Linked DNA regions of Mus musculus: regions 1 and 2 are each linked to region 3. Evidence: chromatin contacts called from public HiChIP or PLAC-seq and Micro-C data. All regions are on one chromosome and are shown on one strand. The core of a region is the stretch at or near the end of the contact, and the rest is flanking DNA. Distances in the headings are between cores, read along the strand shown.

Region 1 (3,877 bases), core at 646-3,145, 1.0 Mb before region 3:
GGTGCCATCTAACTTGGGAGCTGTCTCAAGAGCATATCTCACTATGTAGCTGATGCCCAGACCTCTTAGCTCAGGATAGTGCCTGCATCCTACCAAGCTGCCAGGGATGAGAGGGAGGAAGACCTCTGTGAGAGAGGGGGGAAGACCTCTGTGAGGGGGGAAGAGGGTCAGGAACCACAGGTTGGTTTGTTTGTTTTTGGTTTTTGGTTTTTTTTTTTTTGAAGATTTATTTATTATTATACATAAGTACTGTAGCTGTCTTCAGACGCACCAGAAGGGGGCGTCAGATCTCATTACGGGTGGTTGTGAGCCACCACGTGGTTGCTGGGATTTGAACTCAGGACCTTCGGAAGAGCAGTCATCTTACCCGCTGAGCCATCTCGCCAGCCCCCGGGACCAGTTTTTGTTGGAGAGCATGGCTGCAGAGCAGGCCAGTGGCAAGTCTCAGTAAGGCGGACCTTACTCACCTTGTGGCTCTGTCTAGGAGGCCCAAAGAGGTGTTGCCAAAGTGTGGACCCAGAAGGAGTCGCCTATCCCCCAACCCACTCCGGACTCGGGGGAAGATAGAGACACAAAGAAGGGAGGCGGGACTGGTTACTGCATAGAAACAGGGCTCACCACAGGTAGGAGCTGTCTCCAACAGTGGCTTCCAGGAAGAGCATCCGAGTGAGAAGGGTCACTAGAGAACAGCCAGAAATTGCTGTGTTCCACAAGAGGGCGCCCTGCTGGCTCTAACTGTGTAGCAACGGGATGGGGGAAGTAGGAGAGGAGGAGTTGGGGGCCTGGGGTGAAGGTTTGCTGGGCGAGTGATGGATATTTGTGTGACTCTCAGCCTCTGAAGGCCACTCTCAGGGTCAGGGATACTGCTGGAGCAGAACAGAACTGCTGCTGAGCCTCTGACTTAGCGCCCTGGAGGCTCTCTGAGCTGGGGCAGCTGTGCAGCAGATAGGGCACAGAACAGAGCCCCCCATCCCCATCCCCGTCTGAAGGGTATGGGGCGTGGCTGAGAGGAGAGTGAGTTCTTCTCCGGGAGTGGGGTGTGCTTCCCAGGTCAGCCCCAGGAGCCCGAGAAGGAGCTCCGATTTCCATCCTGGGCGATAGCGTGGACTACTAAATCTACCCTCTTGTTTACACTCCTGGTGAACTCTGACCCTTGTATGAAAAACAAAAAATGCCCCCTGGTTAAAAATACCAAACACATGAAGGTAAATTCACAAAAGGGTTACTATCAAGTCGGGCTTCTGGGACGAGGGAGGGGCCCTGCGCAGGAACTGCTGAGGCTGGCCGAAGGGGGAAGGACTGAGGATGGATAAGAGGCAGGAACCACCTTGACTCTTCAATTCCGGGACACCATAAGGAACCGCCCCCCAAGCCTCACCCATCTGAGTCCACAGCAAGGTCTTGGCTGACTGAGTCCTACCCCTGAATCTGCCCCCTCTGGGTGTCCAGGTGTGCTCCCGTCCTCCCTGTCACCTGGGGAGTCCTTATCAGTTGCTGTGGCAGGCAGTACTGGGTTGGATGAGCCCTCAATAGCCTTCTTTCTTGTGTTGGCTGGCCTTTAGGACACCGGTGACCGGTCTCTCCCGGCTCCCAAGATGGGGACAGTTGGGCCTCTTGAGAGTCAAACTGATTCACTTCCCACGCTGGCCTCCCTCCTTGGGGTCTGGAGAGCTAGGCAGGGAAGGGCCAGGTCCCACAAACCGGGAAACCCAGACCAGAGCTGGAGCTCTGGATCTGCGGCGGGGCTCCGTTACCCGCGTGGCCCTGGCTCGGGGCCACCCGAGGGCGGCGCCTGCGGGGCCGCGCTCGCGCTCACGGGGTGCCTCGCCCTGGCCGCGGGCCGCGCCGGGGGCGCCCGGGGCGGCGGAGGCGGATGTGGGCGGGCGGCGCGGGCGCGGGGCGGGGAGAAGGCGGGCCGGCGGCGGCGGCGGCAGCACCGAGTCGGCGGGCGGCCGGCCCAGCGCGGCAGCGCACGCGAGTCCGGGACCAGCGGAGCGGACCGAGCAGCGTCCTGTGGCCGGCACCGCGGCGGCCCAGATCCGGCCAGCAGCGCGCGCCCGGACGCCGCTGCCTTCAGCCGGCCCCGCCCAGCGCCCGCCCGCGGGATGCGGAGCGGCGGGCGCCCGAGGCCGCGGCCCGGCTAGGCCCAGTCGCCCGCACGCGGCGGCCCGGTGAGTGCCCGCGCCGCGCCCTGTTCCGGGCCGCGGCCACCCCGCTTTGTTCCCGGCCGCGCCGCGCCTCGGAGTAGGAGCAGGAAGTGGCCGAGCGGAGGCCTGGGCGGGGAGCGCGCGGGGCCGGGCTGGTCGCGCAGGAGGCCCACGCCGGCGAGGGTGCGGGCGGCCGCTGCGTGACCTTGGGTGGCCGCTCCACGGGGCCAGGTCGCGGGAGAGGGGCGCTGTTGGTGTGCGCAGTGGGGGCCGGTGCGCCCTGGGGCCTGGGGCTGCCCGGGCACTCGGCCAGCGAGGGTAGGAGAAAGGCTCGCCCCGCGGCCTGCGTGCGGTGGGAGGGCCCTGGGAAGGAGAACTCATTTCCCACGGACAGAAAGTTGTGCGCGGTGGCACAGTGCCCAGGCTAGCCCACAAAGGACTGCTAACCCTCCTGGGCCCGGAAGCTGCTTCCTGGACTAGGTGGTTTCTGGAGGTGCCGGGGGGGGGGGGGGCCTTGAGGACGGCGTGGACTCGGTCTCCCGGATCCGGGATACTGGCTGAGCTGATGGAATTGTCTAAAGAGGACTGGTTTCTAAGTTGGGCGGTGGTGGAACCTTGGGCCTCTGCTGTGTGGCCAAACTCCTCCTTCCCCCAGGCCCCTGGTCTTGCTCCAGGTGGCTAGCCTTGACTGCCTAGAGCCATCACTAAAGTGAAGGGCGAGTCGCCTTGGTGGGGCCCCAGCTGGGCGTGTGGCTCACGGGCCAGTGTCCCAGAGGGGCTGAACTCTTAAGACTTAACAATAGCAACCATATGCCCTTACGGCATGGCATGGTGGGAAGAGTGTCCCATGCTTAAGTCGGCTTGATGTGGACATTGGCGTTAACATGGCTGTGTTTCTTCACTCCGTGTGTATGAATTTATTTTTACACGGCTCTGGACAGCTGACTGTCATCAGCAGACCTTGGGGCTGGGTGGGGGTAGGGGACATCCACCGAGAGAGATCTTGCAGTACAGCCCTCTGCCTCCAGGCCACACCCACTCTGACAGTCACTGAGCTGGGATTTCTTCTTGGCTTATCTTTTTCGTTCTGGCTTTTAGTCGCCACCTGCTTGCTGAGGGAAGGGCTCTTTCCTTCTTGGGCCAGGTGTGGTCTTTCCTACTTTGGCATTTGGCATTTGACACATAGCAGCCGGCCTCCCTTTTGTTCCACATTTAGCTTCATACAAGGCAAAGTGACAGAGACTCTGGGTGCCAGCTTGTGTCTTCTGGGCTAGAGAGATGACATAGGGGGTTGCCAGTCAGCTGTAGTAGACCCTAGTTGGGATCTATTCCACGGCGGCCTTCCAGTCTTTTCCTGGGGATTGTCCACATGAACTCCAGGTGGAGGGACAACACAGGCTTGCTGGTCAAGGGCTGTTCAGGTGCACTTTCCCAGAATGTCCAGACTTGGGGATATTTGAAGGATACCTAGGTGTCCCTCTGGAAGAGAAGCAATTGGGGGGCGGGGGGATCTTTGCGAGGTGAGCTGGCACCCTTTGCTTTGCACAGGCTAGCTAGTTGGCCGCTGCAGGACCCTTGTGTGTTACCTGCCCTGTTTGTGGGCTCCCGGATACTGTAATTGTGGGTCGTAACCACTGCTTTGGGTGTTCCCAGCAGGCTGTCTCAGAGTCTCTCTGTCTCAGGCGTAGGGTGAAGGCTCGACAGAACCATATGTGCCTAGTGTGTACTCA
Region 2 (3,828 bases), core at 212-2,711, 1.0 Mb before region 3:
ACCCAGGTCTCGGGTCCCTTCGGGGTAAGCAGCAGGCAAGAACACAGGGCTCTGTCCATCTGTGAAGGCCCACAGCACTCCTTCAGGAAGCAGGAGGAAGATGGAGAAAAGAAACCTGCCTCCCCAGAAAACAGCTCCAGGTGGTCAGGAACATACCCATACCCTGCTCTGAGGTCCCCTTTCCTTAGGGCCCAGCTTGAGAGGCAAGGGCTAAAGGGGCAAGATTTCAATGCCCTTGCAGCCTCTAGGACCTCACTGGGTATCCATAGCCCCAACTCTCAGAAAGACCCAATCCTACTGGCAAAGGTGTCAGGGCTGTGGAGGGAGCCCCCCCCCCCCCCAGGCCCCAGACCCAGGGCGTCACTGAGCCTCCCAGCCCCACCCAGCCTGGATGTCTCCTACTCTGACATCACCTGCCTGCCATCATCTCACTGTGGACAGCAGGCACGGGGACACCCTTAGAGGAGAGGGAGGCCAACCCCCAGAGCCTGGTCATGGGGTGACCACTGCCACCGCCAGTCCAACTTGGAAAGGCTTCTGAGCCAGGGCTTGCTGTAGGAGGTTTGGGGCTAGGCTTAGCCCGGCCATCGTTGCTAGGAGGGAGAATAATAAACACCCCAAACTTGTCCCCTCAGCCGCGCCAAGCAGAAGAGCCACCACCCGAAGGTGAAGGAGGAGGTGGCGATGCAGATGCTGAGAGACAGTGGGAGGCAGGGAGCAGCCCCGTGGCTGAAAGGAGCAGACAGGAGGAGGTCCCCTCCTGGCCGCGGACAGCCCAGAGGCAGAGAAAGCAGGGAGACGGTGGCGGCTAAAGGGAAAGGAGAGAAGAGAAGGAAGACGGAGGGAGGGACCGCAGAAGGAGGGGGGACCGGGCACCCGGGAGGAGGCCGGGAGGCGGGCAGGCGCGCCAGGCCCAGAGGGGGAGGGAGCGGCGTTGTATCCTGAATCAGCGCTGGCCCTGCCCGGGCGGGGACCGGGCGCCCAGGTCTACCAGCTCGGCAGGCCGCGTAGACATGCGCGGGGCCAGGCCTTGTCGCCGGTGCCAGGAGGCCCCTCCCGGGCGCGCGCAGACATGGGCAGCATCGGCAAGCGCTGGCCGGGCCAGGTGTGCCGGGCCCTCGCCCAGCCCCTTCCTCACCGCCGCTTTTGTCCAGCCCCGCCCGCCCCGGTGTGGCCTGGAGGCACGCAGGTGCCCTGCTGGAGGCCCTGCCGCCGTGGGCGCAGGGCTGGCGCGGCCCCTCCTGCGTCCTACCTGTGCTCCCGCCAGGCCCGCGGCTCGCCCGCCCGGACGCTGCCCGGCCCAGCCCGGCCCTCTGCCCGCCCGGCCGAGCGCTGGGCGGGGCCGCCGCCTAGGACATGCCCGGCGCGGCCCGCACGCTGGCGGCAGCCCCGGCCGAGCCCACGGGCAGAGCGCCGGACCGCGGCCTCGCGCGGCGGGTCCCCTGACGTCTGCCGCGACACGCTCCGCCCCGGCGCGCCCCGCCCCCGTGATGCCCCGCCCCGCGACGCCCCGCCCCCCGGAAACCAGGTTAGGGCGGGCCAGCCTCAGCAGGTGAGCTGGACTCCGCAGCGCCGCCCCAGAGGTTACGCGCGGCCCCTCCCGTTCCGTCCACCCGTCCCGGCGCACCGGATCGGGCAACCAGGAACGGGCGATCACCTTTGTCCCCGGCCCAGCCTGGGGCGGCGCATCTCCGCCACCCTGTGCATTCAGACCCCCTTCTCTCTGGCGCTGGCTATCCCAGGGTTGCGAGAAAGGGCGTACGGCTGCCCAGCGTCCTGTCCCAGAGCCGAATAGTTAACATTTAACCACATTCCAGAAGCCCGAGCTCCAGCCGCTCTCCCAGCCCCAACCTTTGGCCTTTCAGCCCAGTGGAGGGGTGCAGGGCGAAGGAAGTAGGATGGATCCCAGAGGCCTGTGCGTCCAGCTGGGTCTCTTCCTCCTGCGCCCTCGACGTTGCAGGATAGGCCACGGGCTCGGGACAGGATGGTGGGCAAAGACACCAACGTACCTGGATGTCACAGTGGGCTGGACGGGGAGGGGCGGGGAACTCCGGAGGCTCTCCCAGTTCCTGAGGTAAGTTCTCACCGGCCGCTGGCTGGTGCCTGGTGCAACAATGGAGGTATCAGGTGTCCCTCTAGTGCCAAGGGGGAAAGGATTAGCGTGGGGCGGAGCGGCTTTGCAGAGTGGTGGAGAAAGTACTGTTCAGAGTGCATTCCTGCATTCCCGTTGAAGGGTACTAGTGAGGGCCTTGGCGGAAGTGGAATGCAGAGCAGAACTCCAGGCCTAGGAATGTGCGCTTTATCCTGCTGGTACAGGAGCTTCGTGAACCCAATCCACCCCGCCCAGGCTCCAAAGCCAGCGGGCACAGTTGCCCATCCCTGCCCTGTAGAAGGAGGTGGAAGGGGTTCTACACAACTCGAGAGTAGAGGCAAGCCCGCCAAGAGGAGACAGATAGGAAAAACTGCATGAGAATGTGCTAGGTTGTTGGGCCTGGCTGTGCGAGCTTATAGTACAGGCCCAAATGGGGGAGCCTGGCTTGCGGTATGGACAGAGGAGGAACCTGTAGCCTCGTGACCAATTTTGGATGTCATCCCAAGGACAGTGGGGCTCAGGAAGTTTGTGCCAGCTGAGACCTGATGAGATGAAGGCCTTGGAGAGAGCTCTAGATGTCTTTGTGGGCAAACGGGAGTACTTTGAGGGGGAGGCCAGGACTCCAGGGAGAGGCCAGGAACTGGAAGAGATGGAGGCAGAGGAGACTTGTCAGGTACTGGAAAGAGGAGGGCTGGGTACGTTCCTGTCTTCCTAGCCCATTTGTCCTTGCCAGGGTTGTTAGCCCCGGTCTCAGCTTCCGGGAGCTGTATGGGGATTTTGCAGTTTCTTCCTAGTAGACTGAGACTGTCCTGTTTCTGAGTCCCAACTCCCGAGCCGGGCTCTCCCATTCTCTTGGCTCTGTAAACAGCCCTTTCCCCAGCGGCTTCGCTGTCTTAGCTTAGCTACCCCTTGCTCACTCCTTAGTAATGGATGCTTATAAACGTTATTATTTTTTTTTTCTATTTGAGACTTTTACCTGGGTTGTGGCTCCTTCCAAGGTGAAGGACGGGAGATGAAGGAATGGTGTCCTGGGTTCTGACTGAGGCCCCTGCCAGCTGTGCACTGTCATGGGGTCGGTATCCTTAGACATGAGGGCAGGGTTGGAGTGGGCTGCTGCTTCCTGGAAGGGGAGGAGGGGTCAAGCTCGCTTGAGTGACTTGAGCAGTAGCATTGGGATCAGAAAGCAGATCTAGTAGTAGCTTCAGTCTTCATCGAGTAAGGGTGACACTTAAGGCCACTGAGCAGAGAGGCTTCCTTTAGTTCAAACTAAGAACACACAGACCAAGTAAGGAACCCCCACCAGTGCGGACCTACCATTTCCACCAAGTAACCTGCTAAACATAACCGCAGGCTTGAAAGACTTTTGATGTCTTAGCTTGGTTTCTATTGGTGTGAAGAGATATCACGACCACAGCCACGCTTACAAAGGACAGCATTTCACTGGGGCTGGCTTACAGCTTCAGGGGTTTAGTCCTGTATTGTCATGGCAGGAACCGTGGCAGCATGTAGGCAGCCGTGGTGCAGGAGAAGGAGCTGAGAGTTCTTAGGTCTTGATCCACAGGCAGCAGAAGGAGATTGTCACACTGGCTAGACTTGAGCTTATAAAACCTCCAAGCCAGCTCCACACAGTTCTGCCACACTCCCTATGGCCAAGCATTCAAATACATGAATCTGTTCAAACCACCATAGTAGACATGTCTAAAACAAACACACACGGCCAAGAAGCACATGAAGAA
Region 3 (3,959 bases), core at 788-3,287:
GAGGTGACTTTTCAACTCTACCCAGGCAGAGGCAGGCAGGCAGTCTTTCTGCCCCGAGTTCTTCACTCCAGTCTTCTCCCCAGGCACCTGCACATTCTATCTCAGCCTGGAATTCCTGTCATACCTCACACAGTTCGCTCCTCCAGGCAGCCTGCCTCCACAGAAAGGCAGGGTCCCTGTGCCTCCTGTGCACTTTTTGTTGCACGTTCCTTGCATCTAGCACCTCATGTGTGGCTGGAGGCTCAGGGGGAGCAGTCTCCCTCAAAGCCATCTTCAGCTTCTTTTCCTCTGGGGCGTAAGTGTGCCATTAGTTCTCTGAAGCTAGGCTTTGGACTGCAATCCCTCAGAGCAGGATGGAGCATGCCTTTAAGTCCACAAGTGGATAAACAGAGGCAGGCAGAGCTCTGAGACCTGCTTGGTCTACAAAGTGAGTTCCAAGGCTAGAGAGAGAAACTGTCAAAGACAAATGACTGAAGATATTCTGTCAAACATGCAAGGATGAAGGCTTCTCTTGTTCTTGCTTTATTAGCCCAGGAGTGAGTGAGTGGCTGTGAGTGAACATTAAATATGAAAGCACAGATACTGATTTTTTTTTGAGACAGGGCTGTTCTGGACTCTCTTTTTAGAGGAAGGATCTGCCTGAGGGATCTCACAGAGATCTGCTTGTCTCTGCCTTCCTCGTGCTTGGATTGAAAGGGTGTGCTGCAGCTGGACGTGGTGGCCCATGCCTTTAATCCCAGCACTTGTGAGGCAGAGGCAGGCGAATTTCTGAGTTCGAGGCCAGCCTGGTCTACAGAGTGAGTTCCAGGACAGCCAGGGCTACACAGAGAAACCCTGTCTTAAACAAACAAACAAACCAAAAAAGAAAAAGAAAAAAAGAAAGGGTGTGCCGCCACGCAGGACCTCACCTCTCTATTTGTATCAACTGCACCATCTACCACACTTTTCTACCCACGACCATTCCCTAATGAGCATCAGATCGAATCCAAACTTTCTCCCTCTACACGTTTCCTGATCTGTTTGTAGAGAAGGGACACCGTCTTTCTGTAGGCTGCATTCCTAGAAGTGGGAATGCTAGGTCATAGAGCAATTTAAAAATTTTTTAACAAATACTGCCAAATTACTTTCCAGAAAAAGATGAAGCTGCTGGCAGCTGCAGCAGGCAAGGTGCGAACGCCTATCTTCACACATTCCAATTCACACCTGGCACTGGCTGTGGTCAAATTCCAGGTTTCCCCTGTGTGTGTGTGTGGGGGGGGGTGGCACGGGGAGAGAGACTGTTTCAATGTGTTGGATCTGATTAATGAGCTTAATTTTGACTGGTGCTTCCTCCACCCCCAGTTTGCCTGCCGGTGTTGGGGAGTTCTTTGTGGGTGCGGTGGTAGAAACCGGTCCCCCGAGAAAAGGGACAGGAGATGAGAATTTGGAGATTCAAAAACAGTCTCTAGGAACTAAATGTCTTGAATCTTTCAGGGTCTGGGTCCAAGGGTCTTGGCGGTGTTCCTTAGAGCCCGCCCAAGGTCAGAACACCCTGGGTGCTTCCGGGCGGGACCTCAGCCAGACTGCGCCTCTGGTGTTGCACCAAGAACACCCAGGAGATGCCCGCAGGCACCTTGAGGAAGGTCGGCGGCTCTGTGGCTCTTGAGGATATGGCCTGGATGCGGTGTTTGGATGCTGTACCCAATGTTAAAAACCTGGACTCTCACCATGACCCTCTCTACAACGCAGTCGGCCTGAGGAGACAGGGAAGGCAGGAGCCTCAAGTGCCATCTGGCTTCCCAGACTCAGTTTCCTGCCCCCGGCAGTGTGTGTGAAGCAGGTCTAGGATATCTATGGCTCTGGGGTTTCGTCTTAGGGATCCTGTGCGAGCACCACCGGGGTGGCCAAACTGCGCAGCGGGGTCGAGACTTGGGGACCGCTAGGGTGGGCCGCTGGGGGTGTCAAGGGCTGCTGCCTCGGACAAAGCGGCGGCACCACCCCAAAGCGCGGACCAATGGAATGAATGGGCTATAAATAGCCGCCAATGGGAGGCCGGCGACGCGCCCCTTAAGAGCTCAGGGAGCAGCGAGCAGCCGTCGTTCTTCTGCGCTGCGCCAGGAGCTGCAAGCACAGGCATCCATCGCCCCTGCTTCGTCCGGCATCCCGGTGAGCGGGTCCAAGGGCCAGGGGTATAGTCCTGCGGGGCTCTACGCTGTGGGGTGCGGGACCGGGGCATCACGCGCAGCCTCGCTGCCGGGAGCGCTCATCGGACCCGCCCGGGAACTTGGGATGCGCTGGACTCTGACGATGCAGACCTCGCTGACCTTGGTGGCGTCCAGGGAAAGTCTCGGGGGTCCCAAGTGGTTTGCAGGTCCCTGGCGGCCGGTGTTTAAATCTCCTCTGACCCCGCTCTTCCCTGCAGCCCGCTGCCGCCGCCATGCCCTTCTCCAACAGCCATAATACGCAGAAGCTGCGCTTCCCGGCCGAGGATGAGTTCCCTGATCTGAGCAGCCACAACAACCATATGGCCAAGGTGCTGACCCCGGAGCTGTACGCCGAGCTCCGTGCCAAGTGCACGCCGAGCGGCTTTACTTTGGACGACGCCATTCAGACTGGCGTAGACAATCCGGGTATGCACACCCCTGTAGCGTCAGGCTTCCGCCTCCCCAAGAAGCCCCCCGGGCAAGGATCCCACTGCTCTTCCCTGAACCTTCGGTGGGCTGGGGTCCCCTGTTCCCCTCTCCGCGCTTAGCCTTAAGAGCCTCGGCTTGCTCCTGCCTGACGGTGACGTCACTGTCGCCGCGCCCCTCCTCCAGGCCACCCGTACATCATGACTGTGGGTGCAGTGGCGGGCGACGAGGAGAGTTACGACGTATTCAAGGACCTCTTCGACCCCATTATTGAGGAGCGGCACGGCGGCTACCAGCCCAGTGATGAGCACAAGACCGACCTCAACCCAGACAACCTGCAGGTGCGGGGAATCAGGGTCCGGGCGTGCTGGGGAGAGGGGTCTCGGCGCTCACTCTAGCCACCACCTTGTATTCCCAGGGTGGCGATGACCTGGACCCCAACTACGTGCTGAGCTCGCGAGTGCGCACAGGCCGCAGCATCCGCGGCTTCTGTCTCCCCCCGCACTGCAGCCGCGGGGAGCGCCGCGCCATCGAGAAGCTGGCAGTAGAAGGTAGGGGTCGGGTAACAGCCTCCAGAGCTGCTGCGCTCTTCTCTGCGCGCGCGTTCCCACTGGGGACTGAGGGTCGAAGACCCACCTTCGCCCGCGGGGACACACTGCTGCAGGCGGGGCGGCGGGCTTGCTCGCCCGCCCACCCTGTCCTTGAACTCTGCACTCCGCAGCTCTGTCCAGCCTAGATGGCGACCTGTCTGGCAGGTACTACGCGCTCAAGAGCATGACTGAGGCGGAGCAGCAGCAGCTCATTGACGACCACTTCCTCTTCGATAAGCCTGTGTCGCCTCTGCTGCTGGCCTCCGGCATGGCCCGGGACTGGCCGGATGCTCGTGGCATATGGTACGAGCCCCCCCCCCCCCCCAGTCCCTAGAAGGTGGGGCCTGCCCTGAATTCCTAGTTTGTGCAGTGCCTCCCTCCGCCCAGGTGACCTTGGTTCTGCGGATGACTGTGGTCCTTGCGCTGCGGGAGGCCGCAGTCTCCAGGGACTCAAGGGTGGTGACCAGTCTCTTTGGCGTCTGTTCTCCGCCCTCCTCCTGGGAGCCGGCGCTTCTTGTTTTCTCTCCACCTTCTCACCCCCTTATTCCGCCGGGATCGTGCCAGGTGCCAATGACGCAAAAGCCTCCGCACCCGTCCGGGCAGGGCTCCTACCCCTGCAGACTGAGCGGGCGGAGGCGTGCTTCCTCTGGTGGGATGCTCTGGAGGCTCCAGACCCTTGCGGGCCACACAGCACATGACTGGTGATTGAGATGTATATGAGCTGCCTTCCTCCACTGTTGCTGGGATTGGCGTCTTGGTG

What was found. A called contact is a pair of places that touch in the nucleus more often than the background predicts. HiChIP or PLAC-seq counts read pairs in DNA pulled down with a chosen protein or histone mark.
Region 1: a FOXA1 HiChIP or PLAC-seq map of pancreatic cancer cells shows a contact between it and region 3. The contact joins the promoter of Akt1 here to the promoter of Ckb in region 3. A contact is called at or near these places in 2 of 39 promoter capture datasets (liver and pre-B cells), 1 of 484 Hi-C or Micro-C datasets (uterus), 4 of 115 datasets of contacts at active chromatin or transcription factors (astrocytes, extraembryonic endoderm stem cells, pancreatic cancer cells and 1 more) and 1 of 9 other capture datasets (macrophages).
Region 2: a Micro-C map of embryonic stem cells shows a contact between it and region 3, with 2.6 times the contacts expected there. The contact joins the promoter of Cep170b here to the promoter of Ckb in region 3.

Annotation. Positions count from the first base shown.
Region 1 is chr12:112,672,294-112,676,170 of GRCm38.p6, reverse strand. Akt1 (thymoma viral proto-oncogene 1) reads left to right here and starts at 1,895. Exons shown (of 14, transcript NM_009652.3): 1 at 1,895-2,171. Gm30150 (a long non-coding RNA gene) reads right to left here and starts at 1,695. Exons shown (of 3, transcript XR_381988.3): 1 at 1,474-1,695; 2 at 619-1,152; 3 at 201-480.
Region 2 is chr12:112,719,807-112,723,634 of GRCm38.p6, reverse strand. It overlaps Cep170b (centrosomal protein 170B), which reads right to left and starts at 1,461. Exons shown (of 19, transcript NM_001024602.3): 1 at 1,253-1,461. Gm46382 (proline-rich extensin-like protein EPR1) reads left to right here and starts at 1,469. Exons shown (of 2, transcript XM_017315329.2): 1 at 1,469-2,074.
Region 3 is chr12:111,670,416-111,674,374 of GRCm38.p6, reverse strand. It overlaps Ckb (creatine kinase, brain), which reads left to right and starts at 2,037. Exons shown (of 8, transcript NM_021273.4): 1 at 2,037-2,145; 2 at 2,402-2,609; 3 at 2,796-2,950; 4 at 3,028-3,160; 5 at 3,331-3,502. The coding sequence starts at 2,417.